3 separate regions of the Mus musculus genome follow, and regions 1 and 2 are each linked to region 3. A link is a contact called in public Hi-C data. All regions are on one chromosome and are shown on one strand. The core of a region is the stretch at or near the end of the contact, and the rest is flanking DNA. Distances in the headings are between cores, read along the strand shown. Region 1 has its middle 6.0 kb from the start of Gm40584. Region 2 overlaps Gm29890 (a long non-coding RNA gene). Region 3 holds the start of B020018J22Rik (Riken cDNA B020018J22 gene).

Evidence for each region. Hi-C and Micro-C count contacts between places; a contact is called where the count stands out from the background.
Region 1: a Hi-C map of the N1E-115 cell line shows a contact between it and region 3, with 4 times the contacts expected there. The contact joins the enhancer-like site here to the promoter of B020018J22Rik in region 3. A contact is called at or near these places in 4 of 39 promoter capture datasets (embryonic stem cells, epiblast stem cells, liver and 1 more), 3 of 484 Hi-C or Micro-C datasets (the N1E-115 cell line, embryonic stem cells and nephron progenitors), 1 of 115 datasets of contacts at active chromatin or transcription factors (embryonic stem cells) and 1 of 9 other capture datasets (embryonic stem cells).
Region 2: a contact with region 3 is called in a Hi-C map of the N1E-115 cell line, with 2.8 times the contacts expected there. The contact joins the enhancer-like site here to the promoter of B020018J22Rik in region 3. A contact is called at or near these places in 10 of 39 promoter capture datasets (the 3T3-L1 cell line, cranial neural crest, embryonic stem cells and 6 more), 1 of 484 Hi-C or Micro-C datasets (the N1E-115 cell line) and 5 of 115 datasets of contacts at active chromatin or transcription factors (SST interneurons, cardiomyocytes, differentiating embryonic stem cells and 2 more).

What each region holds. Positions count from the first base shown.
Region 1 is chr12:112,539,985-112,543,386 of GRCm38.p6, reverse strand. No RefSeq gene overlaps it. Among named protein-coding and RNA genes, the nearest start is that of Gm40584, 6.0 kb to the right of the region's middle. Within about 2 kb of position 1,261, at least 48 of the 459 cell types and tissues checked have an H3K27ac peak or open chromatin away from gene starts, as enhancers often do. A contact at or near this core is called in the N1E-115 cell line, where this site is marked.
Region 2 is chr12:112,328,212-112,331,483 of GRCm38.p6, reverse strand. Gm29890 (a long non-coding RNA gene) reads left to right here. Exons shown (of 5, transcript XR_001780725.2): 4 at 1-1,506; 5 at 2,106-3,272. Among named protein-coding and RNA genes, the nearest start is that of Gm29890, 10 kb to the left of the region's middle. Within about 2 kb of position 1,718, at least 73 of the 459 cell types and tissues checked have an H3K27ac peak or open chromatin away from gene starts, as enhancers often do. A contact at or near this core is called in the N1E-115 cell line, SST interneurons and hippocampal neurons, where this site is marked.
Region 3 is chr12:112,433,959-112,437,519 of GRCm38.p6, reverse strand. It overlaps B020018J22Rik (Riken cDNA B020018J22 gene), which reads left to right and starts at 2,182. Exons shown (of 3, transcript NR_045950.1): 1 at 2,182-3,175.

The DNA of each region.
Region 1 (3,402 bases), core at 12-2,511, 110 kb before region 3:
CATCTCATGAATGGAACAGCCCCACTGATGTGACAGCATCTAAACTGGCAGATATAACTGGAACTGCAGAGGGCAGAATGTTGGGCTCTGTTCCCAACTCAGCTGACCAATTCATGTAACCCAGACCAGGAGGGAAACCAGGCCAGGGTAGTGAATATTTGTGAACCTAATGCAGAGATTTGCAAACCCGGGCCTGGTCTCCTAACCGACATCTTTCTACCTGGGAGCACACTAGCCACAAGGGGGCGCTCGAGCTCCACCAGTGCTCATGGCTGGCTCGGCCCTTTCAGTGATTCAGGGATTCCGTTTCTGAAGCCAGGCTGTGGCTCCAGAAGGCCCAGCAGACCCGGGAAGTCTTCCTGGGACTGAGGGCGTGGAGAATGGGTGACTGAGACTGGCTGGACCCTGCGACACCTCCGGTCGTGGAAATGGCTGTGTTATGCTAGAATAAGGGCCAAAGGGCAAGGGTGAGCCGAATGGGGACAGGGCGACACGAAGACTTCCCCAGTCTGGTGACTTCTCTCCCCGAAGCCTGTAGGCCTCCCCTCAGGAGCCAGGGAGCAAGGAGTGGGACCCATCTCAGGGACGGCTGAATAATGCATGGTACACAAACCGAGGCATCAACACTAAGTGAGGGGGAAGGGAAGGGAAACCCAGTCTGTGTTAATATTTATTAAACCCACAGCCCGTCATTCAAGAGCCTCATAAATATTAATTCCTAGTTAAACATTTATATGAACGAGATTGCTTCTCCTCCCCCTCAAAGAACCTGTTTGAAGCTGGTGGTTATGGTGGCCTTGGGGGAAGAGGGGGTCTCCAGGGAACGCTTGGGCTAAAACAAGTCTGCTGGCCTTCTCACGACTTTGCAGCCTCTGGCCCCAACCAGCGCCTGCTTTAGTCAGAACCTGTCTGTTTTCCACACCCAAGTGCCCTAATGGCTCCAGCTGACCTTCAGGTACCTGCCAAGACCTCCTGGTGAAGGCCCTCGTCTCAGGCTACAAAACCAGTATTTCTAACAATTAGCTCCTGCTTCTGTCCATCATGTACATGTAGCAAGGTTTAGTTGGCAGGGGATGGTGGGAATCTGGGAGAAGGGATCAGACGTGGTGCCAATGCCTGGACTCCTGGCAGCTTGTTCTCCAGCAGGCTGGGTGCCGGTCTCTGGGGTCAGAGCATCTTCAGGCTGTATTCCTGGCTGTCCCAGTCCCAGGGCCAGCAGTGTCTTTGTTCTGCTCACTTTGACTATTGCTGTGGCGGAGTGGTGACTGGGGGTCGCTAGGCCCCGATCTCTGTCATCACATGAATAGAACATGTCTGCCCCACGTTCCCCACCCCAGCCCTCTCACATTTTGTTAAAGCTCACTCAGCTGTAATCCAGCCGTAGCCAACTTGTAACATGGTATAGCATGGGGATCCAACTTCATTTTGTTCCACATCACAAGCTGCTTACCCGGCGACTGTGTCCCCCCTGATGTGCAGGGTCCCCTCTGACCTACATGAGCTCTCATGTGCCTGTTCAGAGTCAGTGTGCTCCTTGGTGGCACCTTGCCTGCTTTCTGTCATTTTATTTTTAGTTGCCATGGCTATGCAGCCTGTCTCCATCCTGGCAGAGCGTGCCCTTCCCCTGCCTTCTTTCCAATCAGCTTCCCCATTCAAGGGCTTTTTATTCTTCCTTGCAGGCTGAGAATAGGGTTGTCGAGTTTCCGAAAAGAGCCTTCAGGAACTGTGATTTGAATGACATTAACAGAGAGACTAATTTGGGGACAATTGTTGGCGGTGCTATCCAGAGCCCCCCCCCACTCCCCCACCCCCATGTCTGACCACTGCACCTTCTCCTTTTAGTTGCTCAGCTGAGTCCTTTCACAGGGCCTAGCCATTCTCTGGTAGCTTAATTCTCAGCTACTTAATTGCTTCAGCTGTTGTCGTGAACAGGCCTTATTTGCTGGCTGGGTCCTGCGGTGTGCAGGAATATTATTGATCTTTGTGGCTTTATCTTGTAGCTGTAGCCCGTTCCAGCAGTCTGCTGATCCGGTTACATTTCCTACCCAGGTGCCTTGTTATCCACAAGTCCTGGCAGCTTTATCTCTTCCTTTCCTGATCTTAAACCTCTTGTTACTTTTCTGTGACTTGCAGTGTTGCTCGGGACTTTCGGGCAGTGAGGCGATAAGGGATGCCTTTGTGTGACTTCTGGTCATGCAGAGATTGGAGCTGGGAGGTCTCTCGTGTCTGACATTTCCGGAGGGTTTGGAAGATGGGTCCCACCAGGGGAAAGAGAAGCCTTTCATTGCAGCAGCCTTCCGGGAGTTTGAGAAGTTCTGAATAGGCATTGAGGTTTACAGATCCCTTCCTGTGTCCACTGTGTCCACTGTGTCCACTGAGATACTCTCTGTGGCCACTCCCCCCAGCTCTGGGCATCTCTCACTCCTCTCTGATGGGCCCATTGCTATTACTCTTTAGCCACTTTGTTCAATGCTGTTGATTGGAAGGTGGCCTGTTGTTTTATGCACCTCTAAGAAAGAAAAAACACCGCCTATAAAACCCTGACGTGACTCTTGATCATACAGAAGCCCCACTTTATATTCAGCAAAGAACTGCTTTGGACTTATTTAATCATAGGTTTTTATCATAGCTCACGCTACACATACATAAAGAGGAAAATAAAAACAGGTTAAAGTGGGGCAACGGTGTCTGAACATGCAGAACCGCGATCCTCGGAAGTGGGTTCCAACTGGTGCTCCCAGGGCCCTTGCTTTTTCAGTAGACTCAGACCTAGTGCCACAGGAGAACACGCAGATTGCAGCGTTCACAAATAGATGAATCCCGTCTCTCAGGCTCCGTGCAGAGCTGCTGGCATCAGTCTGAAGGCACTGAAATTTCCTGATCTGACTGGAATCTTCCAGAAGGCTTATAGACAACTCCGGCGAAACACTTTCTCCAAATGGCACTTGGTGCCATGTCAGTAGGCCCTGGCTGTTTAGGCCCCTGGAGGTGCTGGGTCTGCTCGCAGCACGATCACACAGGCTGCTGCCTGAACCCTCAGGCTGGGGGCCCATCTGTGCATGCAAGTTGTAGGGACATGATTGCTTCCAGACCTGATGTCACCATGCACTGCGATGGAGCACATGGCTGAGGTGACCTGGTCCCACAGTCATGGCAATGAAATGGGTAAACTGAGGCAGGGCTCATGAGATCAGTGGAATGGCAACGGAGATGTTAATACTCCATGGGCAGGAGGAGAGGGGAGAGTAGCCATTGGCTAGACCACTTCCTCCTCCTTCCTTCCAGGTTGTGTGTGTGTGTGTGTGTGTGTGTGTGTGTGTGTGTGTGTGTGTGTATGAAAGCTGGAAGGTTACCTGACGGTGGGAGGCTAGGGATGCAGGTTTCACGCGTTGTCACCCATGC
Region 2 (3,272 bases), core at 469-2,968, 110 kb after region 3:
ATCAGGAGGATTACAAGTTCAAGGCCAACCTGGGCAGTTCAGTGAGACCCTGTCATAAGATACCCTGTCAAACGTAATAAGAGAAGAGAGAGGAGGCCGTAGTCCAGCAGCAGGGCGTGTGCCTAGCGTGCTCACAGCCCCGGATCCTCTCTCTACCCCCCGAAAAGTGAAACAAAAGCACACAGCTGTTTCATTTATGCTCACGCGCACATCAGCTAAACGCTGCACCAAGGGACAACACATCCGCACAGATGCACACCCCGGAAGTAGGGCTGGCTTTACACAGACAAGAACAGCTGCCGTCAGAGCGCAGGACAAACGCGAGCATCCCCAGCACCCCAGAAGCCCAGTGCACAGGGCGACCAGCTCAGCCTGGCTTGGGTTGTTCTGTATCAGGGCATTCAAGGCAGTCTGTCCTTTGACCCTGGCTCCTTCAGGTCTTTCTGTGCTTTTTAACATGCACCGAATGCTACATACAGCAGCGGCCGTCTTACTCGAGGAGAGCCAATGTCCACACTGAGTACCTCTGGCTTGCAGCTACTGAAGGCCGCTCTAACATCTATGAACCTGATGTGTGGTGTTTTGTGAGGAGGAGACCCAGCGGTGGGAGCACAGAGCAGTCTCTGCTCAGCTTGAGCAAACAAGGTACCACCTCACAAAGGATGTGGCATGGGACACACATGTCTCTGCTGCCAGGTCACATTTTCTCTCCTTTTTCTCTGGCCACTCCCTGCAGAGGTCAGGTCACAAGGTGATCACAACTGGAGTCCTCCTGACAACCAACAACGTTAACCCTTTCTCCACCCGTGGGGTGCTGGGGTGCCTAATTTGCTGAAGTTACAGCTTCCATATTTTTGCCTGTTTTGGATTGATTTGCATCACCTCTGTTTTTTAAGAAAAGGCTGCGTTTGGGGTTTCTCATTCTGAGCATGTGTCTTTTGTCAGGCAGGAGTGTTGTGAGCCCGGTCCTTCTGTTTTGGTTTGGTTTGGTTTGGTTTGTTTTTTTGTTTTTGTTTTTTTTGGCCTCACTGTGCCTCTGGGCTAGCATCCCTTTGATCAGCACTCCCATTTGGACAGCACCACCGAATCAGTTTCAGTTCAGTTTCCCCCAGCCCGCTCCATTTTGAGCCATCTCCGCATCAGGATGATCCTGAGCTACGGCCCTGCACCACGAGCTCTTCCTACCCTTTGTTTCAGCCCCATCTTGACAGGCAGGCCTTTCCTCCCCTGTCTACATCATTGATAAGAGTATCAGACAATGCAGGACTGATGTCAGTCCCCCGTGGCGCTGCAGACCTCCCCGCAGGGTTACACGGGGCCATTAGCTGACGCCTTTGTCTATAATTATATACAACAGGCAACATTCACTTAGCAGATCATCTGGGATGCGTTTCCCATTTCATCCTCAAGAACCACACGGCAGACTCTGCCAATGCCTGCTGAAGTCACCGCAATCACCGGTCCCTCTTCTACAGGCTAAGGACCGTGACAAGGAGAGACAAGGAGGTTAGTCTCGCACGATCAGCTCTCAGAAGCCAGCATCCATCGTCGGGGAAGGGAGGCCTGCGGGGCTTGCCAGCACTGTATTCTCTCTGCTCTAGGATGAGATGTGTGCTAAAAGCTGATATTTTAAGAAATCGGCAGGGGCCCTTCAAACCAGAGCAGGGTTCTCTGACTGAGCTGAGGCAGGTTGCCTAGCAACCAACTCTCATTACGTCATTGCTAGACAGATTCTGAGGACTCCGGCCCCCAGAAATATGAGTACCTGAGGGAGAGGGGAGGCCACACAAGTAGAGATGGCAGGAGGGCCACTAAGGACTGGCCTGGGAAGACCTGGGAGGCTTCCTGGAGGAGGTGATACTATTAGTGTCCATGCAGATGGTGTTTGGGACTTGGGATGAGACCTGAAGTATTGGTGGCTTTTCTGGTTCCTGTGATAAAATACATGACAAACACAACTTACATCAGGAAGTGTTTCTTTTTTCTTGTATTTGGAGGGAGTAGTCCATTATTGTGGAGAAGGCGTGGCAGGCACAGCGTGAGAGAGTTGAGCACAAAGGTCTGAGGGAAGCAGAGAGAGATGACGTCTTCCTTTGTACCCACAGGATCCCAGCCGGATGGTGCTGCTTCCCTTCAGAGTGGCTCCTCCCTCCTCAGCTAAGTCCCTCGGGAAATGCCCTCACAGAGCACACACGTGCCTCTAGGTAATCCCAAGTGCAGTCAAGTTGTTGCTAAAGTGAACCATATCCCCTGGACCCTCCTTTGCAGTGCCTCAGAGACAGAGGGGCTCACTGCCTCTCAGCCACAGCCTGGAGGTTCCCAGAACCTATGACATCAGACAGCAGCCCTAGGGCCTCAGCTCTGGAGTCCCACACACCATCACAAGTGCTGGGGTACTGACTAGGTGCCTAGCTCTAAGAGATTCATGTGTCCTGTGCAACGGTCTCACAACGGCACACATTTATCAGAACAGAGCAGGAGCCTCTCTGCTGTAGATACCTGGTATCTCACAAGCCCCTCCATCTCCTTAGAAGCCAGGATCCCACCATGTCCCTGTGGTCACCATCTTGACATTGCTTGTCACCTTCAAGCATAGCCACCATTTATGGCTTTGCCCAGGCTCTGGCACAAAGGATGCTCAGCTCTGCATTGCCCCACACTGCACCCTCTTAGCTGGCACAGCTTCAGTCCCAGGTCCTGTATTTTCCAGCCCTACAGGGCTCCTCTGGCTTCTGTGTCCCCGTCTACTGGATGGATAGGATCATTGCTGTCTAGCCTTGGCTGCCTCATGCCTCCGCTTCTAGACACCCCTAGGGGACATTGGCCACACAGGTCTGTAACCAGCAAACCCTCCTGGCCAGTCTAAGCCAAAGCCACATCCCCTCTCTCCCACTGAGTCCTCTCCAAGGCAGACACCCTGGCTCTATTGCATACTCAGGAAAGCAATTTCTTCTCTACCAGCCTTTGCATATCAGGTAGGAGGATCTGAGTCACTGTCCCCAATCAGTCCGTGGGTCTGGAGCCTGAGGCGGCAACAGAAAGGTGTGACAGGACAAGGACCCTGAAATAGGGATAGTCCTAGATGTGGTCATAGTGTCCCAGGAAAGAGGCAGGAGGGTCAGAGTCCAGAGGACACAGGAAGGAGCTATCAGAGGACAGACCTGTGGTGCTGGCTTTGAAAATGGGGAAGATGCCAGAGTGTAGGCACCTCCAGGAGCAGAAAATACCAACCGGGAAGACCTGAGGCCTAGTCAGGGTCACTGCCTTGGAGC
Region 3 (3,561 bases), core at 933-3,432:
GTAATGTATGTCACATGTGATGCAAATTCTGCCCTCCAGAGGAAGATCAGGGTACAGGGTAGCCCCTGCTCACCTCCCTTGGCTGCTGGGCCTTTCCCTGCTGGGACTCGGGTACTGTATAGACTGACCCCTGACTGGTGCCTTGGACACATGTCACAAGTCTGCTTTCAATCAGTCGCCTTGTGGGGCCAACTTGTCACAAGCCACATGTTGTCCTTAAAGCACATACTTTTGGCTTTGAAACACAGTAGAGGTTTTGCCAACAGAATCACGTCCTTAAGCCTGCCTGTCCAGCTGGTACTCAGCTAGTTTGTATTGCATATGCATATGCCAGCCTCCAGAATGCCTCCATTTCCAGGGGCATCTTGGTGCCCTTCCATGCCAGGGCCCTGCCTGCTGTCTCTAGCTCCTGCCCTTCTGTTTCTGTTGCTTTCTCCCTTGGCATCCTCAGTTCCCAGAAGGGCCTTGTGGCTCTCTGAGTGCCCCTGAGTGTCCCCTATGGCCAGAGCAAGCCCCCATTCTCAGGGTGTCCCCTAGTCAGAGTTCCCTATGGCCTGAGCATGCCGCTGTCCTCAGGGTGTTCCTTAGAGTCTCCAGCTGTCTTTGTGTCACCAGAAGGTCATTCTTTGCAAGAAGGGTGGAAGGCTGTCCATTCCAACCCTGCAAGGTGGCTGGGACCTGTGCCCTCCCTGGGGCCATTTGCTTACAGGTATGCCTTATGAGCACACCAGAGAAACCTGGAGGAACTCAGGAGGATACTGTGACCTCTAATGGTTGAGCCTGTTTTGATAGAGCACTGGTATAATTTTAAGATAAGTACCTCTAGAAATAACAGTTTCTCCTTTAAAATAGCATATTGTACGTGTGTGCATGTGTGTGTATGTGTGTGTGTGTATGTGTGTTTGTGTGTGTGTGTGTGAGAGTGTGACTAAGTGTGTATGAGTATGTGTGAGTGTACGTGGTATGTGTGTGTGTGTGTGTGTGTGTGTGTGTGTGAGTGTGGCTAAGTGTGTATGAGTATGTGTGAGTGTACGTGGTATGTGTGTGTGTGTGAGAGTGTGGCTAAGTGTGTATGAGTATGTGTGAGTGTACGTGGTGTGTGTGTGTGTGTGTGTGTGAGTGTGGCTAAGTGTGTATGAGTATGTGTGAGTGTACATGGTATGTGTGTGTGTGTGTGTGTGTGTGTGGTGTGTAGAAATGTCAATGTTCTTTTGTCTTGTCCTTGTTTCCCACTTGCCTCTGTGTCTGCATTCCAGCATGAGGCTAGGGAGGTCTGCAGGGATCTCAGTACTTTCAGGCAGGTGTTAACATGTGCACCTACTGTGTGCTGGATGGGGAGACACTCCTGTGGGATATTCTAGTCTGCTTCTCTGTGTATATGTAGATGGTGCCAGGGGCGGGTATGAAGTAGCTCTGGGAGCCCACTAGAGTGAGGCGTGCAAGGATGAGGGTGGATGTGAGCTGGGAGACAGGCGAGGGTCTAGCAGCTTTGTGGGCAGGGCGGAGTGCAGCTGCTCTCCTGGCTGGGCCACTTCTCACCATGTCGCTGAGTCGCAAGGCAAGCACAAGCCTTGATTTTGGCTGGGTGTGAGGCTGGGTGTGCCAGGCACACTTGAGCCCTCCCCACACGAGGCCCCCAGGACATATTGCACATCAAATCCCTGGACCGAGGCCCTTCCCAGATGGCGTGGCTTGCCTGTGGGGAGCGGTGGAGGAATGCTGAGCTTGGCCAGTCCCTTTCTGGCTTCTGGCCCCACACCTCCCCTTTCCTGAGTGGGTTGTGGAGCAGCTTCTGGGACCTGAGACCCTGATAGTACCTGCACTGTTCCCTCCGAAGGGGTGCAGAAGCCAGCACTTTGAGGGGACCCTCTGCCGTCTCGCTACCCCTCCCTCTTTTGTCTATGACTATTGAGAAGAATCTGAGTCTGTGTTCAAGCCCGGAATCAAATCGCGTCTGCAATTTGTCAAATTATGCAGAGGAGACAGCGAAGAGAAAGGGAAGCAGTTTGATTCTATTATGTGGAAATTAGCCTGAAACAGAGGCTGTTCGCCTGTTAGAGCAATTTCTCTCCATTTGTTTCTGGGGAAAATTGCCTATGCGCCAGTCCTCCTCTGCTTCTGGCTGACGGTCCCCAGGCTGGAGGTGCAGTGAGGCAGGGCTGCAGGGTACCAGCCTGTGGGTGGGCGGCTCTCTTAGCCGCTCCAGAACAAGGGTGGGAAGTTTCCCCTGGTATGCTTGGGCATGAGGGGAAGGGGCATGTGTCAAGCCCTCTCTCTGCTCCTTGTCTGCCACTGAGACATTTCTTACATGCCTTTGGATTTCTTACATGCAGTTGGCTCCCTGCGAGAAGGGCCCAGCCACAGTAGGACAGAGTGTATGATGAAAGGCATCAGGCTGGCGTGGGAAGTTATAGGTGAATTGACCTAGGAAGGACAGCTCTGCTGGAGGGGACTTGGCAGCAGGAGGTACTGCCTCTGTCAAATGTCAGAAGATGGAGCTCTGATAATAGACTCCAGGGCTTGCAGGCTAGCTCTGTTTTATGGGGCAACGCTGTCTGGGAAAGCCTGGTGGGTGGGGCTTAATGCAGGCCCCTCCCCTTCACTGAGTCCCCTATGGCTCAAAGCTGCTAAGGTACCACACAGACCCTCTGCCTCCACACTGTGCTATGACCTGTGCTGTGGTTCCTGACTATGGGTGGAAGCCTAGGCTCATCAGGAAACTGCATCTCCCCAGATTAGCCTACTTCAACCCTCTGACTCCAGTCTATACCCAAGAGCCCTGAACAAAGCCAAGCAAGGTACAGATGGTTGAGGTCTGACCCTGGGGTGCTGGGGCAGAGATCCAAGGGCAGACTGCTTGGGTGGTGGGATCTTCATTGCCCAGTCGATTATGGGAAATTCCTATGGAATTAGTAAAGTATACCTCTGGGTTCGTCTGTGAGGACGTTTCTAGAGAGCAGTGGACTAGATACAGGGATCGATTATTGATTGATTGATTGATTGATTGATTGATTGATACAGGGTTTCATTACTGTAGCTTCATTGGTCTGGAACTTGCTACATATGTAGAGCAGGCTGGCCTCAAACTCACAGAGATCTACCTGCCTCTGCCTCCCGAGTGCACCACCATGCCCAGCCCGTGGACCATTTCTTGAGAGTGACATATTATGGCAAGGTAAGAAAATGTACAAAGTGACCCAATTGAAGGATGTTAGAAGAATTGTGTCACTAGGGACTGTGTCTTCTGTGTATGTGTGTGTACATGTGTCTGTCTGTCCACAGTGGTCAGGCATGGAGGTCGGAGGACAACCCCAAGCACTCTCATCGGGTGCCTTCCGCTATTGTGTTTGTGTGGGAGACTCGTTTCCTCACTAACCTGAAACTCATCAAGGCGGGTGAGACGGGTCAGCCAGTGAATGTGGGGTTTTGAGGGAAGTACCTTGACTCTACCCAGTCACAGCAAGTCCTCCCCTCATGACGCATGTGGTAGCGCTCTGTCAAGTGAGCCCCTTAATTTTTCTCAGCGGTATTTCTGCCATTCATGTGTACACTCATGGAGCG